Regions from separate parts of the Sus scrofa genome. Here all the other regions are linked to region 3. The links are chromatin contacts, called in public Hi-C maps. All regions are on one chromosome and are shown on one strand. Each heading gives the region's core, a stretch centred on a gene start, on an enhancer-like site or on the middle of the called end of the contact. The rest is flanking DNA. Distances are from core to core; before and after follow the strand shown.

Evidence for each region. Hi-C and Micro-C count contacts between places; a contact is called where the count stands out from the background.
Region 1: a contact with region 3 is called in a Hi-C map of liver, with 3 times the contacts expected there. The contact joins the promoter of VPS37C here to the promoter of TMEM109 in region 3. A contact is called at or near these places in 1 of 5 promoter capture datasets (fetal liver), 2 of 47 Hi-C or Micro-C datasets (heart right ventricle and liver) and 2 of 2 datasets of contacts at active chromatin or transcription factors (alveolar macrophages and skeletal muscle).
Region 2: a contact with region 3 is called in a Hi-C map of omental adipose tissue, with 1.8 times the contacts expected there. The contact joins the enhancer-like site here to the promoter of TMEM109 in region 3. A contact is called at or near these places in 3 of 5 promoter capture datasets (fetal liver and liver), 20 of 47 Hi-C or Micro-C datasets (alveolar macrophages, blood, brain and 11 more) and 1 of 2 datasets of contacts at active chromatin or transcription factors (skeletal muscle).

Annotation. Positions count from the first base shown.
Region 1 is chr2:10,611,756-10,615,901 of Sscrofa11.1, forward strand. It overlaps VPS37C (vacuolar protein sorting-associated protein 37C), which reads left to right and starts at 2,443. Exons shown (of 6, transcript XM_021082961.1): 1 at 2,443-2,737.
Region 2 is chr2:10,635,439-10,639,673 of Sscrofa11.1, forward strand. It overlaps VPS37C (vacuolar protein sorting-associated protein 37C), which reads left to right. Exons shown (of 6, transcript XM_021082961.1): 4 at 3,566-3,737. Among named protein-coding and RNA genes, the nearest start is that of VPS37C, 23 kb to the left of the region's middle. Within about 2 kb of position 1,338, at least 2 of the 83 cell types and tissues checked have an H3K27ac peak or open chromatin away from gene starts, as enhancers often do. A contact at or near this core is called in omental adipose tissue, where this site is marked.
Region 3 is chr2:10,834,500-10,838,698 of Sscrofa11.1, forward strand. It overlaps TMEM109 (transmembrane protein 109), which reads right to left and starts at 2,625. Exons shown (of 4, transcript XM_003122670.5): 1 at 2,471-2,625. LOC110259253 (a long non-coding RNA gene) reads left to right here and starts at 2,659. Exons shown (of 3, transcript XR_002341475.1): 1 at 2,659-2,746.

The DNA of each region.
Region 1 (4,146 bases), core at 1,193-3,692, 220 kb before region 3:
TTTTTTTGTTCTTGATCAAGGTCATCTGCAGGAAGAGATGTCTTGGAATAGGTAGAGTTCCTTTTCCTCTAAAATCCCAACCAAGAATGCAACTTCCTTGAGGCCAGAGATGGTGGTGTTCACCTTTATATCCACAAGGTTTAGCAGGACAGCTATGCAGTGAAAGTACATAGAATGAAAGGACAAGAAAAGAGAGGAAGGGGCAGGCTTCTCTTTCTCTCTCTTTTTTTGCATGTATCAGGGCCATTCTGAATGTGGATGAAACTGGGTATAATCGAGGCATGGTATATAGGGACATGGGTGCAGGTGATAGGGGACTGGGATCAGGGAGGGTGGGTCTAGAGCCACAGGAACTGAAAGAGCTAGAAGGGGAAACCAGAAAGAAACAAGGCAGAAAGAGCACACCTTTTTAATGCCAACTGCCCCAGATGACTTGAATTTCCCACCACTTTCTCCCCCTACCTCCTTTGCTCTAATTCTCTATCTTTAGTTATTCAGAAGGGCTAGCATCATCACCACACCCTCCCCGCCCCTGCCATAAGAAGACTTGGCAATGACCCAACTGTTTCAGAGAGTAGTTTGTCAACACCCTCTGTGTATGTCCCATTCACAAGTTATTATTGTTATTGTTTTAGAAGTTTCTAGCATCTGTGTCAAATGATGTATAAAACAGTCTCTGCCTGTCCTTATAGAAGTTGCTATGCAGGGAGAGTTACTGTTCCGTTACAGAAAAATGTAGTAAATTCTAAGAAAGGAAAAAAATATGGAGTGTTTGAAGAGCATAGAAGGGGGGCACTTACCCAGTCTTGGGGATATGAGAGGAGCTTTCCAGAAATGGAGTCTAAGACCCAAAGGATGTGAGTGATAGAAAACTCAAAACAACAGCAGCTTACAAAGGTGGATTATTTCCCTTTCCTATAAAAATCCTGAAGTGGGCATCCAACAGTGTCATTGGGCTCCATGGTGTTATACTCCTTCTATTTTATTACGTGGTCAGGTATGCCCTTAGTCTCATGGTTGCCTCATGGTTCAGGATGACTATTCTAGCTCCAGCCATCACACCCACGTTCCAAGTTCTGACACAGTACCAGTAAGTGGAAGTATAAGCTCAAGACAATCCATCTTTGTTTTCTAATGTTTTACCCCAAAAAGTCATAAAATACAGGATTAAAAAGTATATAGCACAAAAGGGCTTATAACTAAAGGTTAAAGTCATCTGCCCTGGCCCTCCGCACCCCTTGGAAAGAGTTTCAACCCAGCTTTCCAGAAGCTGTTGTCAATGGGAGCCACTCTGACATCATATTCAAAGTGAAATAAATGTTTGCAAAACCAGTCATGGCATCTCTCAAAAGCGGTACTGGTGTCTCAAGATGGGTCAAATAGCTGAGACTGCCTTCCTCACTGATCTCTCCTGTACTCTAAGAGGTGACCATTCATTGGAGAACAGTGATCACCTGACCCAATGGTCGTTAATTCATAGGCTGCCTGACAGCCTTTGAGGAGGCAAGAAAGTAAATTCTGCCCACTTGGAGCAATGGGGATTATCTTAGCCAATCAGATCCGTTCTCTCTAGCATTTGAAATAGAAAATTTGGGACTATCTGCGGAAAGGAAAAGAACAGAGTCAAATTAGGAGAATGAGGCCTTGAATATTGCTGTTCCTGGCACTACCATCACCCCTGGATTTTATTGTTAAGTGACACAATAATTTACACTTTGCAGAAGCTGCTTTGAATTGGATTTCTGTCACTAGCAACGATGGTCTTAATTCAACATCTAATAAGGTTTTGAATTGGGGTGGCCGGTTTCCTTGGTCTATGGCAGCTCTCCTCCTGAGGTCCTATTCTTACAAAGCTGCAATAACAGACGCTGTTGGGAGGCCAAACAGGTAATGGACTTCGCCTCCAGGCCTGGTTGTCTGTCCAGTACAAGCTGCCAAGGAAAGAGAGAGGTAGTAGTGTCAGGACCTTGCTTCACGAGACATCAGCCTTGTAATTCTGGGCAAGTGAGGATGTATAAGGCCGTCTGTTATTTTATTTTAGTCCACACAGAATGGACTAAATGTAACCTACGGCCCTGGGAAACAGGTTACTTTTGGAGAAACTACTCAGAGTTGTTTTCAGGACCCTGCCATATTGGCAGGAGACTGCTGTTTGCGAGGGGACACCTAGGGCTGTGATCCCTCTAGTCTGCGTTGGGGTTCCGCAGTCTGATCTCAGACATCTAAGGAGTCCCTTCGGTGCTGGGATTCCATTCTTTTCCTTTCGGGGCTCTTTTGATCCGCTTTAGCGGCTTTCCCAAGGCCGAGCTCGGTTAAATCTAGGGGAGCCTCTAGCGACTGCCAGCAAAGTCATTGGACTCCTGCGCAGGCGCACTCGCTCAGGGCCGTCTGGGTTCCGCCCAATGGGCGGCCCCTTCTGGGGGCGGGGCAATGGCCTGCGGGGGGCGGGGCCGGGCGTCCACTGCGCGCGGGTGTGGTCTCGTGGGCCCTGTCGTGGGTGTGGTCCCGGCTGGCAGCGAGTGTATATGTGTTGGGGGCGGGGGTGCGGTATCGTGGTGACTTTGAGGCCCGCAGCGCGCCCGACGTGTTGCCGGACGAGTGGCTTGGCCTCGCTCCCAGCGCCCGGACGTTGGAGGGGGGGTCACATCCGGCGGGGGGGCGGGCCTCCAGGACCCCGGAAGTGTGGACTCCGGCTGCGATTTAACCCGCGACGGCGGTGGCGGCGGCCGCGGTAGGGGTAGGTGAGCTGGGGCCCGGGGAGGGGCAAGGATGGGGATGGGGGCGGCGCTGGCAATCGCTCCCAGCTCACCCCCGCCTGCCCGCCTCACTCCGGCAGAAGCTGGTGATTGGGCGTAAGGGGCGCGTGACTCCCGCTGAGAGCTGGCGCCCCGGCCCCTCGCCGTGGGAGGGCGGGAGGGAGGGAAAGAGGCATTGCCCGAGCTCCCCGCGCAGGTTGCGCCTCCAGCCCCGCCCCCTTCCTCGTACTTGAGCGTCTTGCTGGTCACCAGTCTGGTGACGTTAGAACAGGTTTACCCGTTGTGCAGGTGGGGAAACAGGCCTAAGAGTGGGATCTGACTTGCCAGCAGGAGTGCCGCTTAGTGGGTTCTGAGGGGCGCTCAGGTCTTTAACTCCCTGGCCTATGTCATTTCTCAGGGCAGTGAGAATGTGGCTTTTCAGCCTTGGGGTCGTTCTTATCCTTTATTCTGGACCTGGACTTAGACTGCTCAGCATCACTGACCAGTGCATAGTCCTGCACCTGCTGGGTGCAAAGGGCATTGGTGTGTGTGTATCTCCAGTATGTACCTGGTTCTCCTGAGTTCAGAGAGCAGTGGTGTGTGTGTGTGTGTGTGTGTGTGTGTGTGTGTGTTTGTGTTTATTGGCAGAGTTGACTCTACACCTCAGGGTTTCAGCCCCTGAGACGAGTCAGTGCTTTCTCAGCTACCCACTGTCTAGGCTCACTCACCCTGGAATGTCCACCCTTAGCTCTGGAAACTTCACAGAAGCACTTCCTTTCACTTCAGTATCCCAGTAATACCATTGCTGATTCAGGCCTTTTCCACCGTCTTCATTGGCTCCTTGCCTCTTTTCCAGGAGTCCCATTTCCTACTGGTGCAGCCAGGATGCTGCCACCGGGCTCTCGGGTCTGTGATGGTCAGCCCTAGAGCTTGAGGTGGTGGTGACAAGGATTTGGGAAGGAAAGACTTTCTTTGGCTATTGTCCAAAGCCGAGACCCTGCACAGGCCTGAACTCTGATTCTGGATAGGACTGAAGACTTGGGATGAGACACTGCAACCCTAAAGTGAAGGTTCTTGGCAGTCATAGTGCCCAGAAAAGCTTTTATTCCTAGATTATCTTAGAAGTCTGGCTTGGTGCCTTTGTAATTTCCATTAGGTAGAAAAATTTCATTATAGACTTCATCTGGGCGGCTTTTGGTGGCTGTTTTTTGTTTTGTTTTGTTTTTTCCTAAGGTAGCAGTAGATCTGATTTCTTGTTTGGTTGCCATGTGCCAGGGGTTTTGTGAACATACTGGATTCTAGGAACACTTCAAGGTAGGTGGTGAGCCCATTCTGCAGGTGAAGTGAGTTGCAGAGATGTTAGGTAGGATCCCACCACCAATAAGTGGCCAAGTTGATTTTTAACCCATTT
Region 2 (4,235 bases), core at 88-2,587, 200 kb before region 3:
GGCAGATGGGACTGAGACCCTTCTTTTTTTTTGGCTTTTAGGGCCACACCCGCAGCATATGGAAGTTCCCAGGCTAGGGGTTGAATCAGAGCTGTAGCTGCCAGCCTACACCATAGCCGCAGCAACGTGGGATCCGAGCACTCTGCGACCTACCAGCTCATGGCAATCAGATGCAACCACTGAGTGAGGCAGGATGAACTGCGTCCATGGACACTAGACCGGTCGTAACCACTGAGCAAAAGGAACTCCGAGATTTTTTTATTTTTTTTTTTTTTTTTTTAGGCCACCTGTGCTTATGAGTTCCAGCTAGGGTCCAGTCAAGCTGAGCTGCTGGCTACCCAGAGCCATACCATACCGACTGCCACGTCTGTGACCTACACCACACTCACGGAAATGCTGGATCCTTAACCCACTGAGCGAGGCCAGGGCTCCAACCCACATCCTAACGGATATTAGTTGGGCTCATGATTGCTGAGCCACAGTGGGAACTTCTGGGACTGAGACAATTCTTAAGGGCGCTGGCTTTTTGGGAGTTCGGGTCAAGAGTATCCCCCTTTGCCGTGGCCTCCACTCAGGTTTGTACCCAGCCAGAGAAGCCTCTGGGGTCTCAGTCCAGTACCTGGGCCCTCTGGGAGTTCTGAGGGGGCAGTGCTGGCGAGTCAGGGCATCTGCAGGGACCTGCGTGCCCCGGCATCCCCCCACTGTTGTTCCAGCCTGGATTTGGAGGCAGTTTCTAAAAGCACCGGTACTGTTTTCAGCTGCCATTCCCCAGCCGGCCTGTCCGGCCCTGCCTCTCCAGGAAGGAGCCGTTCTGGGGCTGTGATGTCTGCTCATCTCCTGTCAAACCCCTTTCCTGTTGTATCAGGCACCCAACCATCTCAGCGCCCGATCACGGCCCTTGCAGGAATAAAACATCCTTCTGAATGTACAGAGCCGCACACTTTAGAAAGGGCTCTCCCTGCCCTCCCACCTTGACCCTGGCACTCCCCTCAGAGCTGGGCGCACCCACAGCCACGCCTTGTGCGGCTGCAGCCTGTGCTCAGCTCTGCAAGCCGCCACCTCCTGCCCCTGATGCTCGGGAGACACGGACACAAGTAATGCCAAGCGCACTGAGTGGCCTCTGGGATGTTCTGATCTTTGCTGATGAACGGGGATGGCCTGTCTCTTCTGTGAATTCCCAGTATCTGAAAGGGAAGACTTGCCACCACCTCCCTCTCCCCAAGGGGCAGGGCAGCCCCGGCATGGTCCCTCGCTCTTCCCTGGCTTGTGCTCGGGCTGTCCCCACTGCCCCTCTGCCTGCAGGAGCAGTCTTTGCTGGGGCCGGGGGCGTAGAGTATGGGGCAGGGTGTGGTGCATCCGAGCTTGTTCAGCCAGGACGTGCGCAAAGCTCATCTCGGTCAAGCGCCAAGGCCGGCTTCCATGGCTGGTGAGGCCGTGACCTGTGCCAGGGGCCTCCCTGAGCTGGCTCCGTGCCGGCCTTCACTTCCTCGCCTTCCACGTGTTAAGCACCAGGCGCTTCTTGAGTGCGCCCCGAGCGCGGTGTGCTGGGACCCCAAGACCTGCTCTCAAGCGCACGGAACTTTGTAGAAGCAGGTCGAATTGCATAATTACAGTGGACTTCCGAGCCGGGCGGGCTGACGGAAGCCATGGCGAAGCACAGACTCACAGGAAATGTAGGCAGAAGCTACCTCGTGGGCAAAAGGCAAGTTGAGTGTTGTGCCGTCTCATCTGACTAAACCCTTTGAATTCTCTGAGGGGAGGAACACTGATGGGATCCAGGGGAGATGAAGGAGGGAGAGCTCTGTAGGCTTTCGGAGCCCCTGGACTGGGTGTCTACCCCGGGCTCAAAAACCGTAATTGAGTCTCTGCAGGATTGGGAGAAGGGATGGGAGCCGATTGGGTTTGGGATGCAGACGCTGCTTGGAGACAAGAGTGGCGGGGGAGGCTTTCTCCACGTGGAAGAGTGTGAATGGTGGGGTCCAGGCGTGTGGGCGAGCCCGTCTGGGTGTCGATGTCTTACGATGGTAGTCAAGGGCTTCATGGTGAACCCCTAGTGGGGAAAGGTTTGGGGAGGCTCTGGGGAGCAGGAGCAGAAACAGGCGGGACCAGGTTTCGGGGACAGTAATATGTCCTAGGTTGACCGGCTCAGCCCCAGGGAAAAGGCAGGGAGGTGGAGAGGGGACCTGTCTGCTGAGGATCTGGGGATCCAGATCCTTACAGGGCAGCTGAGTAGAGGCTTCAGGCCCCCTGCTCTGTGTCAGCACATAAGGAAAGAAAAGCTTTCACAGCCGGTGAAAATGAGATTGAAACTGCACTGCAGGCGTCCCTGAGCCAGGGCGCTTGCTGGGTGCTCCCAAGGGGTTGTGGCAGCAAGCCGGCCGGCCCAGAAGTGGGGCAGACCTGAGAGGCCGCGGCCAGCCCCACGATTTCTGGAAGCTGTGGCATCGTTCTTTCCAGTCCGGAGCACAAAGAGCAGGCCCAGGCCTGCTCCAGAGCGCAGGCCCTGTGCCTGGTGGTCGGCAAGAGGGCAGGCCCCCCGAATCCCCCTCTTCCAGGAAGCCCATGGCCTTCCTGGGTCTGGTCGGGGATGAGCCAGTCAGGCTGGTTCGCCACATGCTGACCATGGTGGCGAAGCTGCCCAGTGGCTCCCGTGTGGAAGCCGGTCTTGCCAGGCTGTGTCCTGAGCCCTACAGTAGCTGCTGGTGCCACATGGTGCTGCTGGCGTGTTGTCCCCGCTCTTTCAGCGTGTGGGTCTGACTCTCCGCCCCCCTGTCACTGAAGAGGCCTCCCTGGCAGATGGAGGCTTCAGGTCAGAGCAGGTCTGGGACGGGTTCCCCAGGCTGCCATCTCGCTGGCTGGTGACAACAAAGGGCCTGGCCGAGGGGCAGAGCACCGCTCAGCTTGGGGACCTGCTTTCAGCTGGGTCCATCCAGGGGCATGTCCAGGCGCAAAGGATGGCATCAGGGCCTCGGGGCCGGGGGAGGGGGGGTCACCTGTGCTTCTGGGAGTCCTCTGCTGGCTATGGGGACCCTCAGCTCACCTGTGCAGCTTCTCTGCAGGACACACCTGTGGAAGAAGCAAGGACAGGTCTCTCAGGTGTCACAGTCTGGCCCTGGCTCTCTCACTCCTCAGACTGACTTTATTTGGGGCCCTCATTGTGTGTCGGCCTGCGGTCTGGCCTGGGCACCTCAGCGTAGGTCCCTTAACTCTGAATCCTGGCGACAGGTGATGGGATGTTGGGTCCCTTCCCTCCTAGAAAGCCTCTGACTCCTTCCGCCCGCTCCCAGGAGCTCTGCACAGCCTGGGCAGGTCTCTGCCCACTCGTCACGTGGCCCTTCGCTGCCCGTTTCCCCCATGTGTCCGTCTTGTAGGCTGTGGGGTTAAGGATTCGGCAAGGTATCTGGGTTGGAAGGCTTTGCTCCGGGTGTGAACTCGGGTCTGTCTGGGAACCGAGCATGGCCTGGTTCCCACTGTGAGCGACATGTCCCAGAAGCCCTTGGTCCAGCCCGCTGCCAGCTGAGTGGTGCTGGGGTGGGCCTGCCGGTCAAGTCTCTTGTGCTTTTAGGTCCAGGACCTGCAGCTGGAGCGCGAGATGGCACTGGCCACCAACCGGAGCCTGGCTGAGCGGAACCTGGAGTTCCAGGGGCCCCTGGAGATCAGCCGCTCCAACCTCTCGGACAAGTACCAGGAGCTCCGGAAGCTGGTGGAGCGCTGCCAGGAGCAGAAGGCGAAGCTGGGTAGGCGGCGGGCTGGGATGTATGCGGGGGTGCCCTCTGTTCACTCAGGTCCCGTCCCCGGGGGCGGGGGGGGGGCGCTGGGGGGAGCTGCTGGAATTGTGTGGAAGGACAGATTCCCTCTCCCTCCTCAGGACAGGAAGGGGCCAGCAGTTACTGAGGGTCACCATGTCCCCAGCCCTGGGCTAAGTGCTTTAACAGCCATCTAAGGGTAGGCACAGCATCACTCTCGTGTCAGCAATGAGAGGAGCGAGGCTCAGAAAGGTGCAGGAACTTGGCCTGGGCGCCTCGGCTGCACAGAGGCAGGGCTGGGCTTTGAATCCAGAGAACCCACACCCCGCGCTGCTGCTGGCCACTTGGCCAGCGCGTCGTGGACCTGGTCCAGGCTCTCTGTGTCCCAGCCTGCCATCTGCGAAGGTGAGGGGCTGCCCTGGTCTTGCAGGTAGAGGACTTGACACTCAGGCAGCGGCAGTAACTCCTGGAGGGCAGAACAGGATCAGG
Region 3 (4,199 bases), core at 1,375-3,874:
TCCTGCCAGCCAGGGGTCGGAGATGAGGAAGGCACAGGTCAGTCTATCTGGGTCACAACCACACTGGGACTTAAAGAGCAAGGTTGCTATCTTGGGTTGGGTTCTACATCCAAGGACCTCCACCAGGAGGGATCAGATGTCGTCTCCTTCTTTCTAGAAGGTCAGGGTGACGTGAGCTGCTCCCCCATGGCAGCCTCCTGCATTCTGTGCCAGCCTCGGCTTTCAGGTGGCCCCATTTCCTCCAGTCTAGGGGAGCTGGGGACCTTGAAATAAATTCTCTGAGGTGAGGCCGGCATTGCCCTGCCAGCCGACCTTCTGAAGTGCACTGGAAACCAAATCTAAGACAATTTGGGAGTGTGTGCTTTGCAGATAAGAGTAATCACTGGCTGTTCTGTTTCTTCAAATTGTTTTAACAGGATTCCTTTTTTTTTTTTTCCCTTCAGCATGAGTCTAACCCACTACCATTACAGCAATCTTATAAGATACCACTACTCTCCCCATTTTACCCTGAAAACTCTGGCTTTGAGAGATCAAGGGATGTGTTGAAGTTCACATAGCAGGACTGGGACTTGACTCCAGAACTGAGGATCTAAACCTTGCCTTTTGCCCTTTCCACACCCCCACACTGCCTCAGTAAGATACAGTCTCTCCCCTCCAGGTAGGTACTTGGAATTCTGCCCCCAAGTCGACAATCTCCAAGTGAGAGGACTCCCACGAGGAGACCAACCACGAGAAGAGGACCCACCTGCTGGGCTTACATGTCATGGTTCTGCACCAAGAGGTTTGAGGATAGCACAAAACTGGGACTAGACCTGCTGTTTTGCAGTTTTGTTCAGATAGCTGCCAAACGGCTCAGGCAGGGCCAGGAGACCCTGGCAGAGTGGAGGAACCAACCTCACTTAACTATGGTCGTGAGAAGGCACTATATGTTTAGCTGTGGTTTACTAAAAGGGCAGGGTGGGGCAGTCCACACACCCCGGCAGGCTCCTTCCTCCGTTAGCTTCCTTTTGCACTATGAATCACTACGTGGCAGAAGGGGCAGCTGACTTAGTGCCCCTCTGCTGGATCTGATGTCCCCAACGTTGCTGGATCTCCCCCCATGAAGCAGGGGGTCTCCACTCTGGTGGCCCATCAGAAGGATCTGAGCCTCTTCAAGCAGGGTGTCTTCTCCTCCCCCCTCGACTGCAGGTTTCCTTACTCAGACTCTCTCAGAGGCGGGCTCAGCCTTTTGTTTTTAGAGCTCCTCAGAAATTTCTGAGATGGCTGTCACAGATGATCCAAGCACAGAGAAAAGTCTACTGTGGGCAAAGCTAAGGACCCTAGACTTCGTTCTGTCCCAGGCTCAATTCTGCCACCCACTAGAAGCCACTACCTGATGCCTAGTATTTAACCTATCAGAGTTTCAGTCTCTGCGAATGTAAAATGGGGACCAGCAAAGTTAAGAGTGATTGCAAGGAGTTAAATGTTTCTGCAAGAACTTCGTAAATGGTAAACATAGGAATATTGCAGTACACAAACTGTCAATATACCATTTACTGCCTAGTAGCATAATTTAGCAGTTTCTATGACTGCCTCCCCCATTAGACTTTGAGCATCTCCCGGCAGACTTGACAGCTAACTTGTCTTGGAATCCCCGGCGCCTAGCACAGAACAGTGATTAATAAATGCTTGTTAAATGAGTACTAGAAGCCGGCCAAGAAGCGGCTAGAGAGAGTAGCAATGGAAAGCCATGGAGAGGTGCGGAGAGGAGACTATTTTAAAGTTAATCCAAATATGTAGCGGCCACCCGAAAAGCACAGCTGCGTGGAAAGGAAGCTCTTAGATCGGGCGAAGCTGCCACAGAGGAGAATGAAGTCAGCGTCCTGGCAGGTGGGGGCAGCCCCCGCTAAACCCCTGACAGCTGCTGCCCAGCAACTGTTTGGGGGCAGGGCGACGGGCAAAGGGGCAGGTTCCCAGGCGCGCGGCGCCCTCCCCAGGGCCCAGCCTCCCCAAGACAGGGTGTCAGTGGCATGCATGTGCTATTTCGAACAGTGTGTTCCCTGCCAAGCCTGCCGGGTGGCGTCGCCGGGAAGGGACGCGGAGCGGCCGGGAGGTTCGAGGTACCCCAAAAGGTTCCGACCGAGGCTGCGGTAGGCTGGACCGTGAGCGGGAGTAGGGGGCGAGGGGCTCAACTCTAGCCTCGACCTCTAGCCTGACAGCCACCTAGCATCGGCCGGACCTTCTCCAAGCAGCGGTCGGAACGCTCTTCTCCCCGGAAAGGCGTGCCTCTCTTGTTACCTAGTAACGACGCCCCCTGTTGCATAGCAACAAGGATCCGGGTCCCCAGTTTGTTTCCCCGCGGAGCGACGTCGGACCCCTCCCCACTAGTGCTCTCCAGGCCTCGCGGCTAAGCCGTAGTCCCGCTTGTAGCTGCCGCCGCTTCCCCGTCTCGCGTGCAGCCCCCCGAGCGCCAGTCTCGGCTCGCACTCACCCGGCTCCGGCCACGCTATCCTTCACGTGCGACTTCACTAAAACGCGCCACTAAACCCGCGCCTCAATCCTGGGGCGTTGGTTTATCGTCTGCGCACGCGCAAGGCGGGATGAGCCCGGGGACAGGGCAGCCTCCCTCCCGGGATCAATCTGGTGCAGGTCAGCGCATGCGCCCTACCCTCTGATTACGTTTTTTCCCAAGCATTTCCACCCAGAGAAGAATGGGGTCGGAAGTTTGACCTGGGAACGGAAGTCCCTGGCGGGAAAGGGGAAAGAAGTGAGTATATCTGGGCGATAGAGTGGGTAAACTGGCTCTTTGAATTAGGAGTGGAAGTTTAGCCGCCCCCAAACCCCCCTTGGCATTTCGGGCAATGTAGTTCTCCAGCACATGGAGTCGCCTGCCGCATTGTGGGAAATGTAGTTCTAAGGAAGAGGCACTTGAAAGCACCCGGTCTTTTGAGAAACTTTTCGCGCTAAAAAAGGCACAAAGGGACGGGGTGTTAGAGGAGCTGTAAGAAGAGCACAACTGAGGAAAATGCATCCGCTCCCTCTGAGACCATTTCCACACCCTAACTCTGCGGATGACTCCCAGGTGTTCCCTCAATTTTAGAGAAGGAAAGGAACCAACTCCCAAACCCCATGTCTATCCAAAAGGCAGCGTCATGATGGGGAATCACGAGGATTTGGAATGAGGTTTTCCTTTGCCAGAGAGATGAAACAGGCTGCCTAAGTCGTTTCATCTATCTGGGTCTCCTTTTTTCAATTTTACTGTTGTGAAAAAGGAAACCTGGACTCCAAATGGTGTTACCTATACTAAGACAAGCCCCCCAAATCGGGGCTTAATACCTAACCTAAGTTTCAACCTCCCCCAGAAATTGTCTTAACCAGTCAGAAAGTTTTTGGTCAGCACCAATGAGGTAATCTGTCACCTGGGGCCAGTCCCCAAGATGATGATAACCTGCCATGTAGACCCTTTCTGTTCCCCATAGTTAGGTTACCTGTGCCTAAGATAATCTTTTTTTTTTTTTTTTTTTTTTCTGTTGATGGCATCCATATCCTGGCCTTTAAAAACCTTTCCCTAACTGTTGCCCTTTGGAGAGATGGTATGTTGCCTGATTCATGAATCTTTTATAGCCAATTCGATCTTTGAAACTTAGTCAGTTGAATTTTGTTTTTTGACTGTATAAAGTACTAGAAGGTCTTAAAAATACCTTTTCACTGCACAGTAGGTGTGGAGATTTAATGAAAAAGAGTGAACGCTGAAAAAAAAAAAGAAAAAACCTAAGTTGCTGTTCAAATGCTTTTATCACTTTTGGCTGCCATAGAAGCTCCCCTTTGATATTAAAATAGTTCCTGAAACCCAACACTCTTAAGCCAGAACTTTTTTTTCTGTCCCTCTCTGAATCATCTTTCTAATTCTGCCTTCTTCCCAGAAAATTGTCTGAAAGAAAAACACACAACATAAGAGCAGTGAGTTGAGTATTTTTTAGGGTCTTACTGAAGACTATAGCCTGGGACACGGCCTCTCCCATAGCTCTGAGGAACTGCTCCAGAGAAGCTGGGGGAGAGGCCAGTATGTTCGTGATTTTGGCTAAGGAGTATGGACAATCCAGCCTACATCTCAGTAGAAGGTTACTGCTACTCATGAGGCACAGGTATCAAAGTTAATGACTTTAGTGCTTTTCTAAGTATGGGAAGATGCAAGAATTGGGGTTCATAAATTTTTTTTC